2 separate regions of the Mus musculus genome follow, and region 1 is linked to region 2. The links are chromatin contacts, called in public HiChIP or PLAC-seq maps. All regions are on one chromosome and are shown on one strand. The core of a region is the stretch at or near the end of the contact, and the rest is flanking DNA. Distances in the headings are between cores, read along the strand shown. Region 1 holds the start of Cacna1g (calcium channel, voltage-dependent, T type, alpha 1G subunit). Region 2 overlaps Cacna1g (calcium channel, voltage-dependent, T type, alpha 1G subunit).

Region 1 (4,765 bases), core at 1,369-3,868, 33 kb before region 2:
TTTAACCAAGTGCCCACTATGTATCAAACACTAGGCTAGGACATGCCACAGGGAACACAGCATAGGGAGAGAGAGAGAGAGAGAGAGAGAGAGAGAGAGAGAGAGAGAGAGAGAGAAAGAGAGAGATCTCCACCCATCATCCCTGTCCAGGCTTGGTACTGTGAGGTTTCCTACCTTGGACTGGTTCAGTACTAAAGACCTCCAGAAAGGAAGCCAGTAGGAAGGGGTGGTGCCAGAACTGAGCCTTGGAGCACTAGAGTGCAGAGCTTCCCATCTTCTAGTGCCTTTGTCCTCCCTTCCCCCACTCAGGTAGCAGATAGGGTCCCCTGATGCCCTATGCTGTCCTAGATGGCAGATCTTCCTCAGGTTGCAAACTCAGGGAAGTAGGTCTCAATTTCTCCAGCTGGTGCCTGCTTGTCTCTTTTCTTGGTATGTTCCAGAAAAGGGCAGCCTGAGGATGAAGAGGTGGAGCCTCTGACCACTGGAGAACTGTGAGGCTGGGCAAGCCTCTGTTCTCATCTAGCTCTCTGCTTTAGAGACTGGGTTATGAGAATTCCCACCTCTGGATGCCAAACCCTAAGGCTTCAAGATACGGTGGTCAAAAGGGCAAGCCCACCTACTAGACTGAGGATAACCAGGAGGGAGAAAAGATGTCAGGCTCTAAAAGCAAGCCATAAATAGTTCCTCTATCCCAGAAGAGGGCTCCGAGTTCAAGATTGGCGCCTCACACGCAGAATGAGAGCAGAGACTCCCTCCAGGAGAAACAGGCACTTAGGGGATGTGCTCATTAGCATGAAATGCAAATAGGCCTGGCCTCATTTGCACAACTCAATGCTGGGATTTGGCAAAAGGGCAACCAGGAAGGTGACAGCGCCGCAGCAAGCTCTGCCCTCTTCACCCCATCTTGGCAACTGGCCGGAGTGGGAGCTGACACGGCCCCAAACCCATGTCATGGTGCCAGGAGGCCTCTGGAGGATGTGTGGGTGGCTCAACTTTGTCAGGGAAGAACGCCTGCGAATCAGGGGCTGCAGGAGGTGATCCAGTCCATTCATTCCTCAGCCTTCCCGCAGTGGCTTGTGCCATTCCGGAGTCTACCAGGACTACAGATCCTGTCGTTTCCATCGTAAAGATCCTACGCAGATTGTAAAGATGTTTTCCCTGCATCTAACATAAACGCTTCCCCCCTCCCCCACTCCCCATCACGTTCAGAATTCCGGTGGTGCTTGTTTCTCTGGTACCCACAGCCCTTTGGAGGCTGTGAGAGAGATAGAATCGACTGAGCCCCTGAACATAGGGAGATGAAGCTGGGCAAAAGCCCGGGTCTCCATTTGCGTGTACATGCCTGTGAAGCACAGCGCCAGCACCTCTCCCAGTCCAGTGGTGGAGAAAAGTAACTCCAGGAAGCATTCATCTCTCAGACACTTCTCTTAAGCTATACTGGAATCAAGGGGAGAAACTGAGGCAGGAAGTAGAATTTTGCAGGATGAAGTTGTTAAAGCTCAGCTCTAGGTATCATTCCTTACAACATGCGAGGCCCACAATGGCCTTAGCAGGCTGTTCCCACTTCGGGGCTGCAGGTGATCCAGGCTCTACAGTCTTGGTGCCACGCCTGGAAGCTATGCTTTTCCAGCAGGAAGCCCCTGAAAGGAGTCTCCAACCTTCAGAGAGCACTAGAAGCAGGAGATGACGCTCAGAGCATCAGTGAGAAGACCTGCGGGTTGGGGTTAGGCCAGGGTCAACATCTTAGAAGTGGACCGGGGTTCTGGACCAGCAAAGAGGCTGGTGGGAAACATTTCCAGACCACGCCTACTTCTACCTTTCTAGCTACGCCTATTTTTCCCAAACAGACCCCTTCCAGCCTGAAACACCAGACTCTTCTTCCTTCTCCCCAGTCTGACCCCCAGGTTCAAGCAGAGGATGGGTTATTAACCAGGTGAAGAGTCAGATTTAGCTGTGGGATCCCGGTAACACCCCTAACTCCTGTGATTCCTGTCTCCCTTCTTTTTCAGTTCTGCTTAGACCTAAGTTCTGACTTCTGGCTGCTGTCCAATTTCGGGGTCCTGGACAAAAGATGTCAGAGGCTCGTAGGGCTACCCTAGGACCAGATGCCAAATACTTTGATTTCTCGAGGCTCCCTCCCAGGGGAGTCCCAAAGACCCAAGAGGCCAATAGAAAAGTGGGTTCGGTCTGGACAGTCGTCTGATTGGCCCCAGCCTTCGGGAGCGAACCCGGGGGCAAGAGGAGGGTAGAAAGGCGGTCGTGGTTTTGGGGTGGGAACCGGATTCCAGCTGTGGCTCTCCCCCTGTACCCCCTCCCGCACTGGCACGGCGGCTGACCAATGGAAGGGCGGTTCTGGACCGGTGACGCACGGCGATTGGCTGTGAGATTGGCTGGGGAAAGGCGGGGCCGAGGCTTGAAGTTGGAGTGAGGGATCCAGCTGTGGTGTGCGCCGGGCTCCTCGCCGCCGCTTTCTCTCGTTCTCTCCCTCCGCGTCTCGGCCGGAGGAGGAGGCAGTGGCGCCGGCGACAGCTACGGCAACGGCAGCCACGGCGGCGGCAGCGACATCTCCGCCTCCACCCCCGCCCGGGACGGCCCCCCACGGTCTCCCCGCCCCTCCCGGTCCTCTAGCCCGCCGCGGGGCGGAGGAAGGAGCCAGCCCCCACCCCCTCCAAACCCACCCCCAAAGAGATCCCTCCTCCCCTCCCCCTCCCCCCGCCGTCTCTGGCGTGGAGCCGGGACGATGCTGACCCCTTAGATCCTGCTCCAGCTGCGCCGAGGGAAGAGGGGGCGCCCCTCCCCGGACCCCCGCCCTTCACCGGGTGGCCCCTTTTTTCCTCCTCCTCTCGGGGGCTGCTTCACCGAAGGTAGCGCCCATTCGGGCAACCGGAGCCTGGGCGCGAAGGGAAGAAGCCGGAACAAAGTGAGGGGAAGCCGGCCGGCTAGTCGGGGAGCCCCCGGGAACCCAGGGGAAGCGGGACTCTCGCCAGGCGGGGCTTCCCTGGGACCCGGCGCCCCGCGGGCAGCATGCCCCTGAGGGCAGGGGGAGCTGAGCTGAACTGGCCCTCCTGGGGGCTCAGCAAGCTCTCTAGAGCCCCCCACATGCTCCCCCACCGGGGTCCCCCGGTTGTGTGAGGACACCTCCTCGGAGGGGCTCCGATCGCCCCTCTTCGGACCCCCGGGACCCCAGCTGGCCAGAGGATGGATGAGGAAGAGGATGGAGCGGGCGCCGAGGAGTCGGGACAGCCCCGGAGCTTCACGCAGCTCAACGACCTGTCTGGGGCCGGGGGCCGGCAGGGGCCGGGGTCGACGGAAAAGGACCCGGGCAGCGCGGACTCCGAGGCGGAGGGGCTGCCCTACCCGGCGCTGGCCCCGGTGGTTTTCTTCTACTTGAGCCAGGACAGCCGCCCGCGGAGCTGGTGTCTCCGCACGGTCTGTAACCCATATCCTTCGGGGCACAGCGATGGGCCGGACTAGGGGGGTCCACAGGAGGGCGGGCCGTGTTGCCAGAGGGGACCGTAAGCCAGGTGAGTTGGAGAAGTGAGCCTGGACTGTGAACAGTTGAGTGGGGGACTGTTAAGGAGGGGAGGGGGCGTCCGAGTAGAAGCGGAGACTGGTGGGTACCCCAGACGAGCCCCACCTCCGAATACACACACCTCAGCCTTCCTTGGGCGGGGGTGAGGGGTGGAGGGTTGAAATCCAAGCTAGGAAAAGAGAGGAGAGGTGACCCTCTGGTAAGCATCTGGATGCTCTACAGATGTGGGCAGAGGAGGGTCGTCATCCTCCAGATGTGGGCAGCTTCAGGAGCCTGGGCTTTCTACTCCGCCAGCCCGCCAGCCGCGGGTTAGCGAGCTGGGTTTGGTTTTCGAGTTTGGGGGCAGGGGTGGAGAGGAAGCTGCGGGGACGGAGGAGGGGAGACCGCAATCTCCTGGGGTTTCCTTATGCCCCCGCCCCAAAGTTTGCGGCGGATTCTAGGGTCCAGTCCCCCGATCTAGTAGTCCTGAAGGCTGAGGTTTTTACTGACCTAGCGGGAAACGGGGGGTGGGGGCAGGTCCTGTCCCCCCAACACCCTCCCAATCCGCGGGTTGGAGGCACAACAAGGAGATTTCGGCGGCGGCTGATGTCAGGGGTGCAGAATGAGAACAAGATGTGGTGAAGGGGGAGCTGTCTGCCCCCAGAGCTGGACTGGAGCCCCTTTCAGAGAGAGCCCAATGCGGCCAGCGCCCTCCCCACCTCAATTCTTTATCTGATGTTGAGTGCTAAGGTTGGGTTGGGGAGTTTTGTGCTTGGTTTTTTGTTTTTTGTTTTTCTAAGGGGGGGGGGGAGACTGACAAAAGCGCCGGCAAGTGGGGGATGGGATTAAGCTCGGCCACACTACGCCTCCCCTTTCACAAATCAGAGTGTTCCGGCTGATGGCAGACCAGGTATGGGAAACCGCAGTCGTCTGAAAGTATTGGGGGGACCAGAGACTGCCAGTGTGTTCATTAAGGAGGACTGAGGTCCAGCTCCTTAAGCCTACTCTGTGGATGGGTTTTAGGAACGCATGCCCAACATTCCAGGCAGATGAATTTTGATTCTCAGCCTCACCTCTGCTTAGCCTGGCGTGGTCAGGGAACCCCTGATCCTCTTTTTTAAAAATAAAACCAAACCCCTAGCACAAAGCACTCACTGGCTTGACTGACGCCCATCTCTGGGGTACTGGAAAGGTGGGGGGCTGGCTGGTATGGCTATCCCAGTAAGGGATAGCCTCTTCTGATTCTCTTCTTCT
Region 2 (4,962 bases), core at 2,263-4,762:
TGCATCCCTGCTCCCATCCCAGACCTTGGGTAGGAACATAAAAGGAATTACCTCCGGTGTTTTACAGTTGGCCAGAGAAGTTGGGAATCTTACTGAAGGTCACAGAGTGGCAGAGTGACAGGACGGGCTGAGGATTAGTTCAGATACCATCAGGCACAAGCTGCAGATGCATCCTCATTCTGGGGCCCGCCCTCCTGCTTATTAACACATATGTGCCCATATGTGCGCACACTTGCAGTGTGTCTGCGAGGAAACACGCATAGCCTCTGACGTTTGAAGTGGGCTGTCAGGCACACGGAGTAGCTGTGGAGCGATCTGTATGGCTATGTGGAGCTACAGGGCTGGGTGTGTGTGTTGAGCTTTGGCTATAGCCCTCTGATGTCATTTAGCTTGGTGGCCTGGGCCTCAGTACAGGGACTGGAAAGTCTTAGACCTCCCAGGAGAGACAGCAGAATTTACACAGCCACCCCTAAAGAAATCCATCGTCTCGGGATCTGAGATCCAGCCTTGGGGTCCATGTGTCCCTTTCCCAGGATGGCTGTATTTGAATGCCTTTCTTCCTAGATACTCCCTAAGGTTGCCATTTCTGCACCTCCTCTCCCTGGGGCCCCATGTTCAGGATGTCTGGGATGTGGGGCTTGGGGGTGAGTCTGCTGTTACATACCTGATTACCCTTTAGCCCGAGGAGCTCACCAACGCCCTGGAAATCAGCAACATCGTCTTCACCAGCCTCTTCGCCTTGGAGATGCTGCTGAAGCTGCTCGTCTACGGTCCCTTCGGCTACATTAAGAATCCCTACAACATCTTTGATGGCGTCATTGTGGTCATCAGGTATGACTGCCCCTCTCTGCTTCTGTCTGAAAGAGGGCCAGCAGGGATGGCTTTGACCTTCTCTCTGGGCCTCACCTTGCTCTCCTAGAGCCTGTGCCCCTTTTCTGCCTGCTTTTTCTCTTGTCCTCGACCCTACCCAGGCCTGGGGTGGATGAGGGTTGGAAAGCTGGCTCTCAAGTGGAGTCGGAGGAAGAGGTACAGACAGCTTCCCCTCTTGCAAAGCGATTGGAAACCGACTCAGACGCCCAGCAACTTACTTTAGGGTTTCCACAACCTGGAAAGAATTCCATCCCCTCCCCCCCACTCACCCCCCCATCCCGGCCCAGGGCCAGAACTCCTTTATTGGTTTCTGGAATTGGCTTTAGATTTCATTAGAAGAGAACAAAGCAAATATTCTATAACTTGATGCTCTAGCTATGGCAGGATTTAGGGAGAGGACTGCCTGCTGCCAGGATGTGATGATCTCTGGTGGGGAGTGGAGGGTCAAGAGAGCTGGAGCTGTCTGTCACCGGGATTTTCAGCCCCCTTGAAGCCAGAAGGGCTGTGCAGACTCTTCTCTGAGCTGGGCAGGGCAGGGCAGCTGAGTCTCAGATGTCACCAATGGGTCCTCAGAAAGGGAAGTCAGGGGTAACGGGCGCAGGGACTCAGGCTGCCTGCCTCCCACAGCGTGTGGGAGATTGTGGGCCAGCAGGGAGGTGGCCTGTCGGTGCTGCGGACCTTCCGCCTGATGCGGGTGCTGAAGCTAGTTCGCTTCCTGCCGGCACTGCAGCGGCAGCTCGTGGTGCTCATGAAGACCATGGACAACGTGGCCACCTTCTGCATGCTGCTCATGCTCTTCATCTTCATCTTCAGGTGAGCGAGCACAAGGCTGGCCAGGGGTGGGGTGGGGCAAGGGGCAGGATCCCAGGACCCACCCTGACCCTGTCTGCGACTCCCTGCATCTCCAGCATCCTGGGCATGCACCTTTTTGGTTGCAAGTTCGCATCTGAACGGGATGGGGACACGTTGCCAGACCGGAAGAATTTTGACTCCCTGCTCTGGGCCATTGTCACTGTCTTTCAGGTTTGAGGGTCACAGGGCAGGGGTGAGTCGGGGAAGTTGGGTGTCCAGTCGAGTCCTGACTCCTGTCCCCTGCCTGCAGATTCTGACTCAGGAAGACTGGAATAAAGTCCTTTACAACGGCATGGCCTCCACGTCATCTTGGGCTGCTCTTTACTTCATCGCCCTCATGACTTTTGGCAACTACGTGCTCTTTAACCTGCTTGTCGCCATTCTCGTGGAGGGTTTCCAGGCAGAGGTAACCCCCTGCCCTGTCTATCTCACCCTACTGAGGGATGCCTGCTTCTTCTTCCCTCCACTGCTGATTATGAGGCCTGAAAGATCTTGTAGGCAGTAACCACTGGACGAAGCCAGGGTGGGCCTCAGGTGGGAGGTGCTCCGTCTCATAAAACCTGCCATCCGGGCTGAGGAAGCTGTATGGGTTATAAGTTGGCAACTTATAAGATTCTCTTTCAGTCAGCTGGGCCCTTTCCCAGAAAGGCAAGTCAAATTTGAGGACCTATGTAGCTGGACCCTAGAGCATGGGTTTTTATGGGACATCTGGGGAGGACCCATCTGGGCTGAGGGGTGTGGGAGGTTTGTGCGCAAGTCATCTGAGAGCAGGCTGAGCCGATGAAGATGCCACCAGGGCCCCAGGCAGGGCTGAGCTGCCCAGGGTGAGAAATGAGCCCAATTAGCTGCAAGCATGGCAGAGATGAGAGTCCTATTTCCAGCCCAGACTCCATCACCTCCGTCACCGGCAGCGTCATCAATTAATATTGATTTACATTGATCCTGCCCCGGCTGTGCCAGGGCACACTTTCTGTCCCCAAATCCTACCTCCTTCTCCTTCAGCTCTGCCTGCCTTCCCACCCAAGCTCCCGTCATCCCAGCATCTCAAACAGGGCAGGTTGACCCAACCTAGAAATGCACCAGGTTGGGCCCAGAGAAGCTCTTGGTCCAGTTCTCGCTAGGTGACCCGGATGGAAACTCCCGCTGCGGCCTTGTCTATAAATACCCAGCACACGGTGGAAAAACAAAAATCTATTTTCCGACTCTTTCCCAGCCTTGCAAGGGAGGGCTGTTCCCCCTGGGCCGGGTTGGGCTGAGGGGGGAGGGGGGGTTGTTGGGCACTAGTGGCTACAGAAGAATATGCCCCGCACTGGCCTCTCTCAGCTTCCATTTTAATTGTATAGTTATCCATTATCACATTTCCTCCCTGCTGGGTGGCAGCCATGACAGCCTGAAGTGCATGCCTGGGGGAGGCTTTAGGGATGGGTGGGACTCTCTCAATGGCACTCACCTTACAATAGGACACCTTTTTGGGGTTTTCCTTGGACCCTAAGAGTTGAGAGGTGCCAGAGGATTTTCCCAAGAGCCTCATGATTGGCAGGTAGCTGCCAGCTGCCTGCTGAAGTGAGGGTTGAGTGGGGATGGGGTCTCTTCAGGCTCTCCCAAAGGCAACTGGTGACGGCCGAGTTTACTCTCAGGCAAAAATAAACGATAAATAAGTTCCCGAGGGAAGCAGAAAGCTCCTGAGCCTATAATCTCTTCTCTATCCACCATGGTGGACCTAGGGGTGTCCAGTGTAGGGAGCCCCTTCGCCACTAACCGGCTTTCACAAACACCTTGTTAAATTGAGTGCTGCTGAGCTGGCCTGGTTGCTAGGCAGCAGCAATGTCTGAGTGTGGGAACAGAGCTGCCAGGCCCTGACGTCTGGCCTGGTCACCCTGGCCCTGCTGGGGGCCTGAGAGCTTTCCCAGCATGGGAAGGATTGACAAGGGCCTTGCAGGAGATCCCTTCCTAACCCTTTATAGTGTAAGTGTCCTTGCTGGAGAGTGTCACCTAGGGCCTGGTGCCCTTCAAGGGGCGGATTGCTTTAGGTATGGTGTGCGATAGAGAAAGGATTTTGAGGTTAGACCTCCTCCATGGGTGGGGTGAAGCTGTGGTCCTGAGGGGTTGGACCAACTCCACTGTCCCATGTGGGGTATCATTAGCCACCTGTCCTTACCACTGTGGGGTTTCAGTAAACCCCATGGTCCGGTTTGGGGGTTGTGATGGCCTGAAATACTGTTTTGTATCTATGAACGACCTGCCTCACTGGAAGAAGTAGCTGTCCTGTTTTGAGGGAGTCTAGCAGGAGACCTCAAGGGATAGATCTCCTGCTGGCCTCAACCTCCTACCCAGAGTGGGTAGGGGGTGGTTTCAGGGCAGAACCTGCTTGGCTGTTGATTTCCTGACTCCCAGGGGGTAGTGCCTTGAATTCCTGTATATTTGTCATCCGTGCGCTTAATTAGATGAGGAAGCAGCAGGCCCTGTGTGTAGCCATTAATTGATACTAAACAACATCATGGCCGCGCTCCCACTGCTGCTTGTCACATCGCATCTGACTCTGGGCCTATGCATCCACTCTGACTTGAAAGGACTTGGGCTGAGAGGATTAGAATTGATGACGAGGCATGACTTCATTCCTCATCAAGGCCCTGTGCCCACCTTTATCCACTTCTCCTTGCTGTCCTCTCTACCATCCCTTACCCTTGCTGTCCATTCCCACACAAATGCCTCAGAGCAGAGAGAGAAGGGAGGTTACGTTCTCAGCTGGAGAAGTAGGGCACAGCCCACTGTCACTGACTCTGCACCGTGTGGGGCAGTGGCATTAACTTCTCTGACCTCAGGTGCCTGCCCTGGAAGATGCCTGTAACGATGCCATCTTCCACTTTGCAAGGGAGTGAGCTCTGGCCATAAGCGGTTTAAGGCTGGGTATGGTGGCACACACCTATAACTCCAGTGCTTAAAGGGCAGAGGCAAGAGAATCATGCGTTCCATTCTAGTCTGAGCCATGGAGTAAGACCCTGTCTCAAAAAGGCAAGGGCTGTGGATGGAATTCAATGGTAGGACACTTGCTGGGCACAGTCAAGGCCATGGTTGTGATTCCTAGTCCCACAGAGAAGCACAGTGACCACTCTTACAAGGACTACCGGAAGACTCGATCCTCCCCGACCCGCTCTCATCTTTGTGGCCTTCGCTTTCACCCTTCAGATTCATTCGGGCCTGGGGGCTCGAGGCTGAATTCTGGAAGGCTGTCCTGTCCCG

Evidence for each region. HiChIP or PLAC-seq counts read pairs in DNA pulled down with a chosen protein or histone mark.
Region 1: a contact with region 2 is called in an H3K4me3 HiChIP or PLAC-seq map of embryonic limb bud, with 2.7 times the contacts expected there. The contact joins the promoter of Cacna1g here to the enhancer-like site in region 2. A contact is called at or near these places in 3 of 39 promoter capture datasets (the 3T3-L1 cell line, embryonic stem cells and macrophages), 9 of 484 Hi-C or Micro-C datasets (the G1E-ER4 cell line, the HL-1 cell line, the NIH/3T3 cell line and 6 more), 12 of 115 datasets of contacts at active chromatin or transcription factors (craniofacial prominence, double positive thymocytes, embryonic forebrain and 7 more) and 3 of 9 other capture datasets (adipose tissue, macrophages and pancreatic islet).

Annotation. Positions count from the first base shown.
Region 1 is chr11:94,472,051-94,476,815 of GRCm38.p6, reverse strand. Cacna1g (calcium channel, voltage-dependent, T type, alpha 1G subunit) reads left to right here and starts at 2,618. Exons shown (of 35, transcript NM_001177888.1): 1 at 2,618-3,440. The coding sequence starts at 3,199.
Region 2 is chr11:94,439,896-94,444,857 of GRCm38.p6, reverse strand. It overlaps Cacna1g (calcium channel, voltage-dependent, T type, alpha 1G subunit), which reads left to right. Exons shown (of 35, transcript NM_001177888.1): 10 at 680-831; 11 at 1,498-1,683; 12 at 1,779-1,893; 13 at 1,973-2,128. Among named protein-coding and RNA genes, the nearest start is that of Gm51872, 7.8 kb to the right of the region's middle. Within about 2 kb of position 3,512, at least 18 of the 459 cell types and tissues checked have an H3K27ac peak or open chromatin away from gene starts, as enhancers often do. A contact at or near this core is called in heart atrium and pancreatic islet, where this site is marked.